Regions from separate parts of the Gossypium hirsutum genome. Here region 2 is linked to region 1. The links are chromatin contacts, called in public Hi-C maps. All regions are on one chromosome and are shown on one strand. The core of a region is the stretch at or near the end of the contact, and the rest is flanking DNA. Distances in the headings are between cores, read along the strand shown. Region 1 holds the start of LOC107923551 (lysophospholipid acyltransferase LPEAT2). Region 2 has its middle 17 kb from the start of LOC107923560.

Region 1 (2,998 bases), core at 168-2,667:
GGGGGGACCGGTTCCTTTGAAAGAAGCCTTCAAAGTGTTGTCTTCCAAGTAGCTGACCCAGACCCCAACAACCGAAAGTATTGCCCCCGTGTTGAGGTTCTGTCTCCAGCCTTCATGGAGAGCCGTGTATGGTTCACGGTAGAAGCCTTGTGGTTGGTGGAGATAGGTACCTGCAAGGCTTGGGAGAGGTGTCAGTATTGGACGTCTGAATAATAACGGAGGTACCTGGGCCCCCTGCAACTCGAACTACCAACCAAGGCTTGGTTGGTGGTTCAAGTCGTCCCGTGATCAAGTACTTCCCCACGCCCTATACTGACATTTCTCCCGAGTTTGCAAGGATCTATCTCCACCAATCAAGGCACCCCCTACGTGATCCTTACACGGATCTCCGCGGAGACTGATGACAGAACCTCAACACGGGGACAATACTTTTGATTGTTAGGGGTCCCGGTCGACTGCCTGAAAGACGACACTCAAAGTCGTCCCCGAAAGAACCGATCCATACTCAACAACAATTAAGATTATTGGTTACCTGCATTGCTCTAATAATAGTTCCAACAAAAGGCATTGAATCATGTGACTCTGAAGCAACAATTGTAGGAAACAATTCGTAGAAATAAAATATAGGTTCAATATATGATACATGATTAGATACAACAATTGGAGCAATCTCTCTTGGAGCTGGTTTCCCTTTTCTTCTAATCCATTGGTAACTACAAAAACATATTAACAAAGCTCAAATCTTTGAACTAAAAAGTTTCACTCAAATGAATAAAGTTTGAATCTTTAAAACTTACCCAAAAGAGAAAAGTATAATCCGAGCACAAATTCTAGTGACCCACATGATTCTACACCGCCATTTAGGCATTGGGTTTTGTTTATCTTTCCACCCTTCTAATGCTATCCTAGTAGCAATATACCCTACAGCCAAACATGCCCCAAACAAGACCAATCTCAGTAACATTATCGGCAAACACAGTACGATCTTTACTGCCTCGTAAACCCCAGAAATAAACGGCGTTCCGTTTCGAAACGGGTCGACGGTTGTCGGTGCCGGAACAGAGTGTCCATCCGACCCGAGAAAAGCGTAGGGGTTGGGAGAAGTGAGGGTGGTTTTCTCCTCGTTGTGCGTTTGGAGGGGAGGTTGATGATTGGACGGAAATTGATCGGAGGGTTCGGAATCTTCATCGACAGCGAGGACGGTTTGGGGTTGATCGGAAAATCGGGGGGAAAGGAGAGGTGAAGTAAGATCATGTTCCGCCATTTTTGATGAATCAAAAATGAAGAAAATCAGTGCAAAAAAATGGTTTTCTGAGATTAGAAATGTGAGACTGAAAAGAAGAAACTTGAATGAATGAAGTAAAAAGAGTTTGGTTTTTGTATGGTGGAGTTGAATTTGTTTGGTTTCAGACCAAAAACTGACGATAGTGGCGGTGTTGTGTTCTTACATTTTTGTTGCCACGTGCTTTGCATGTGGACTAATTATTTTTCTTACATTTGTTAATGTTTTAATATTTTTGGGTAAACTACATTACTAGTCACACAATTATATTCATTTTTCCTTTTTGATCATTCAACTATAAAAAATTACAAAAGAATCATCTAATTATTCAATTTTATCTTTTTTGGTCCTCAACTAACTAAAATAAAAATAGGAATACCCAAAAATTCAAGATAAATGGATAACCCAAAAAGACAAAATTGAATAGTTGAGTGCCAATATTATAACTTTTCATAGTTGAATGACCACTTTATAACGTTTCACAACTGAATGGTAAAAGAAAAACATAGGTAAGCGGTTATTAATGTACTTTTTGTCCTGTTTTAGTACTTTAATTATTATTTTTATCACATTTTAACTCGACACCCAATGAAAATGTATCATGTACTCAATCGCAATTTTACTTTTAGGTAATCTCAAAAAAAAATCATGTATCAAAATGAAAAAATGGATATATTCAAAGGCTCAAGCAGAAATTAATTATTTAAAGGATTATTTCTTCTTTTTCTTATCTTAAATAGCTTTTTAATCAGGGTTTTGGTATGTTCTTTTGTCATTACCTTTTTGTTTGAATGATTCACATTTTGGAATTAAATTAATCCCAAAAAGGATGATAGAAGATAAAAATAATGGTTTTAATTTATTTTCAGATCTTATTATATTATCAATCTTTAAAATATATTATCCAACTTAAAATAAATCTAAAAATAACTTGAATTTGAGTGTATCGAAGCGCATTATTCTCCTAACAAAATTTTTTAAAAAAAATTAATATCGTAACACCGATAATACATATTTTTTTTAAAAAAAACCCTTAAATAAATTGTTATGATTCTTATAAATAGATTCGATTAATTTTATTTTATTTTAGATCCACTTAATTTTTTTAATTTAATCTTAATTATAAAATATCATTAGAAATCAATGTACCAAAATTGTTAATATTAAAAGGACCATCAAAGGTCCTTATTATATATGTCTAGCTAAATAAGAAAAAGAATTGTTAAAAAATTAAAACGAAAAATTATTTTAGGGGCCAAATATAAAATTCTAAAAAAATTAGGATGCAAGATATAATTTTACCTTTTTTGAGAATAAATATAAATTTACTTTTATTTCCAAATAAATATACTACATAGATTATTGGATCCACCCCTACCCCACTCTTAAATTATTCATAAAAAGAAAAACCAATAAATACTTTTTTTTATTCTTATTAATTCTTAAGGCTTAAGGTTTGATATAAATCTAGAAATTTTTGAGTTTCATCAACAATGAGTCAACATTTAATACCAAAAGAATAGACTGATTTTATAAATAAAAAAACCATCATTCTCTAAAATATAAAGGATAAAGCAACTTTTACTCCCTAAATTTGGTAGTTTTCTTTCAATTTAGTCCCTAAACTTTTTTTGTTCACATTATCCTTGGAACTTGACAACTTTTCTCAATTTGATCTCAAGGAGCGGAGGGAGGGGGCAAACTAAAAATAAAAAT
Region 2 (2,998 bases), core at 363-2,862, 37 kb after region 1:
TTATTTTTTGCCAAAAATTCCGCAATTATTGAATTTTGCATAAAATACCATAGCTATGAGTAGAAGACAAACATAAAAACAGAAAGGAAAAAAATTCCAAATCTTGGCTCAATAATGTCCAAACAGCTGGATTCCCAATTGCCAACGCAAATCTCAACCACGTCAAGGAAATTACAAAGAGAAAATAATGGTAAATAATTTTAATGTTTGTTTTATATTTCATATTTAGAATTTGTAATTTATTTTTTAATAATGTGATTTTTAAAATTTGAATCTGTATTCTCTTTTGAGAATATAATATATTTTATTATTGAACTTAATAATTACATCTCATTAAATCAGGTCCCAATCTAATAAGAAAGACTTAAACTACAAAACATACATGTAATCTATGGGACTTTTTGAAATGCACCTGAGCATAGCTAAGGGGTAAGTAGACACCCCTTATCAAATGAGCAAATTGTTTTAAAGATTAAAAGCTTCAATTTAATCTTTTTAATTCTTTTTAATAGAAAGTTTTAACTTTTTTATCTCCTTAATTTTTATAATCTTATCTCAATAATAAAATAAAATTTTTATCTTTACCCTTACTCGACAGGAAAACTAACCTATACTCCTGAACTCTTATTCCATTGAGAAAGGATTGTATGAAACTGTGATTTCACGTCATCCCTATTACTTTCTAATAAAAGAATGACAAATCAAAATTTTCCTTTTGATATTCAGTTTTTTTCTTAAAAAAAATCAAATCTAACTAAAAATGATAAAAAGAAAAAGAAAAAAAAATCTAATTTATCATTTTCCTATTAAAAAAGAATAAAGATGACGTGAAAACATATTTGATAGAATCGATTCTCCATTCGTTTTATGGCTCTCGATTTATCGAGTGAATCTTCATCAATCATTCAACACTTTTTGAAGCGGAAAAGAGTGGAAATTAAGAAAAGAATACCATTAAAAGCCTAAAAACAAGATGCAATTATCCTGGTTGATGCCATTGTATATATTATGTATATCAGATCTAAACACTGACAGATACACGTGCAGCTATTTACAATAATATGATTTGCCATGAAGTTGTGAGAATCTTCAACTCTTAAAATACATTTTGTCTAAAGAGTATTTAATGTATAGTAACACAAGTTCAAAGAATCCCATTACTTCATGCAACCATCTCATATTAAATTAGTTAGATTCATTTACTATTTTTGTGAAAAATGATGGGAAAACATGCATATACCAAAATCATGTAAGTGAAAATAAGGTTAATTAAAATTTAAATTAATTCAAGTTTTATCGATTGAGTTTTAATTCGATTGATATTTGTATTGTTGTTAATATAGGAGACATAGGTTCGAGTGCGCTGAAACATATTATCTTCCTAATTATAGATTAAGAGAGATTATAAATAATTCTAGACATTGTATTAAAAAAATCAGATGAGTTAATATTGGTTTCTTAAAAGTACATTCAAAGTTGTTGTACAAAACCCAAACAAGTTGGGTCAGAAACTGAGTTACAAGGCGAGTTTCATTGGATTAAACAGACCCAAACGAGTTGCTGAGTTATTTTTTGGATCCCCAGTTTGGGTGTCTTGGAAAAATCCGATTTAGAAGCCCAATAGAAACGAGTTGGTACTAGTTGCTTGGGTTCCTAGTTAAGAGAGTAATATTATGTCTGTGTGCTACTACTATTTATAATTGGACATGTAGTTTTAACATATTATTTATTTTTTTGAAACTTAATCTATTTTTTAAAAATGTTAAAGTTCAGGTTGATTGTTAACTCCAATTAAACTTAACCCCAAAAAATAATTGTGCTAACAATTAAGTTTGTATTTTTAATTTCGAAAGTAAAGAGAATTCTTTAAAATTAAAGTAAGGAAAACTAAATTTTGAATGTACGAAAAGTGTTTTGAAACTTATAGCATATTTTAACCCATATTATTAATGGTACATTATTGCTAATCTACTATAAATGAGAAAATGTTAAAAAAGATTGGCCTTGGGGAAGCTATAAACTTATTAATGGGTTAGATAAGTCGCTCAACTTGAGTTTGGAAAAAAAATAATTTGTATTGGAGTTAATTCGATTTGATTTGAATCTGAATAAAATTGTTGACACATGGTATCAACAGAGTTGGAGAAGGAGGTGAAGGAGAGGGGATGGTGCTGAGGAAGGCTGGTTCACCCATTCTAGGGCCGAGAGTCAAAAAAGTAGAAAGACTCAGGTAGAGGAGAATGTGTGCTTAGTGTATTAGGGTTTTGAGAGAGGAGAAGTGATACATACATGGATGAGGTGAAATTTATTAAATTCAATTCACCAAGTTTGGAAAATCAGTTAACTTGCGACGATTTTTGGATGGGACCGAAACATTTTTGGATTGAGATGTATAAAGTTTAAAGAGCTATCTCTTAGCTTTAAAACACACATTTAATAACTTGATTTCAAGTCCGAGAGCTCAAGTTATGATTGTTTTAGTGAAGACTGGGCGAACAAAATTTATGGACAAGATTACTCTAGGAATTTATGAGTTTTGAGCTTTAATTCGTGTTTAAATCATATTAAATTTTTAATTTTAAAGTTAAAATTTTAATTATATATTAGCCCAATATTACCCTTTTACAATATTTCATATATGGGGCCTCTTGGCTACCATTAATTATGGCAAAATATCTTTTGTTTGTGGTTGTTGTTGAAAAAATTATAGTATTATACTTTTGATAATTACGTATTTATGGTGATTGAGAAGAAAAGAATCCCAATTGTGTTTCTACGTAAGTTCAAATTTTCTTTTCTCATTTTTCGTGTTATATAAGGACTTAGAACCAATCAACTTCTTTATGCCCTCCACTTTCAATATTGTTGAATATTTTGGTGAGGAAAGACAAAAGGTATCAAAACAAGAATCAAGTCAGGCTAAAATTTTTTATTATTTTAATAGTCTATATTTTTATAATTTTTAAAGAATTAAATAAAATTTTTGATCAATTTTTAA

What was found. A called contact is a pair of places that touch in the nucleus more often than the background predicts.
Region 2: a contact with region 1 is called in a Hi-C map of fibers, with 1.6 times the contacts expected there. The contact joins the enhancer-like site here to the promoter of LOC107923551 in region 1. A contact is called at or near these places in 6 of 34 Hi-C or Micro-C datasets (fibers and leaf).

Annotation. Positions count from the first base shown.
Region 1 is chrA12:79,199,390-79,202,387 of Gossypium_hirsutum_v2.1, forward strand. LOC107923551 (lysophospholipid acyltransferase LPEAT2) reads right to left here and starts at 1,418. Exons shown (of 14, transcript XM_041082766.1): 1 at 798-1,418; 2 at 533-713. The coding sequence starts at 1,264.
Region 2 is chrA12:79,236,434-79,239,431 of Gossypium_hirsutum_v2.1, forward strand. No RefSeq gene overlaps it. Among protein-coding and RNA genes, the nearest start is that of LOC107923560, 17 kb to the right of the region's middle. Within about 2 kb of position 1,613, at least 2 of the 9 cell types and tissues checked have an H3K27ac peak or open chromatin away from gene starts, as enhancers often do. A contact at or near this core is called in fibers and leaf, where this site is marked.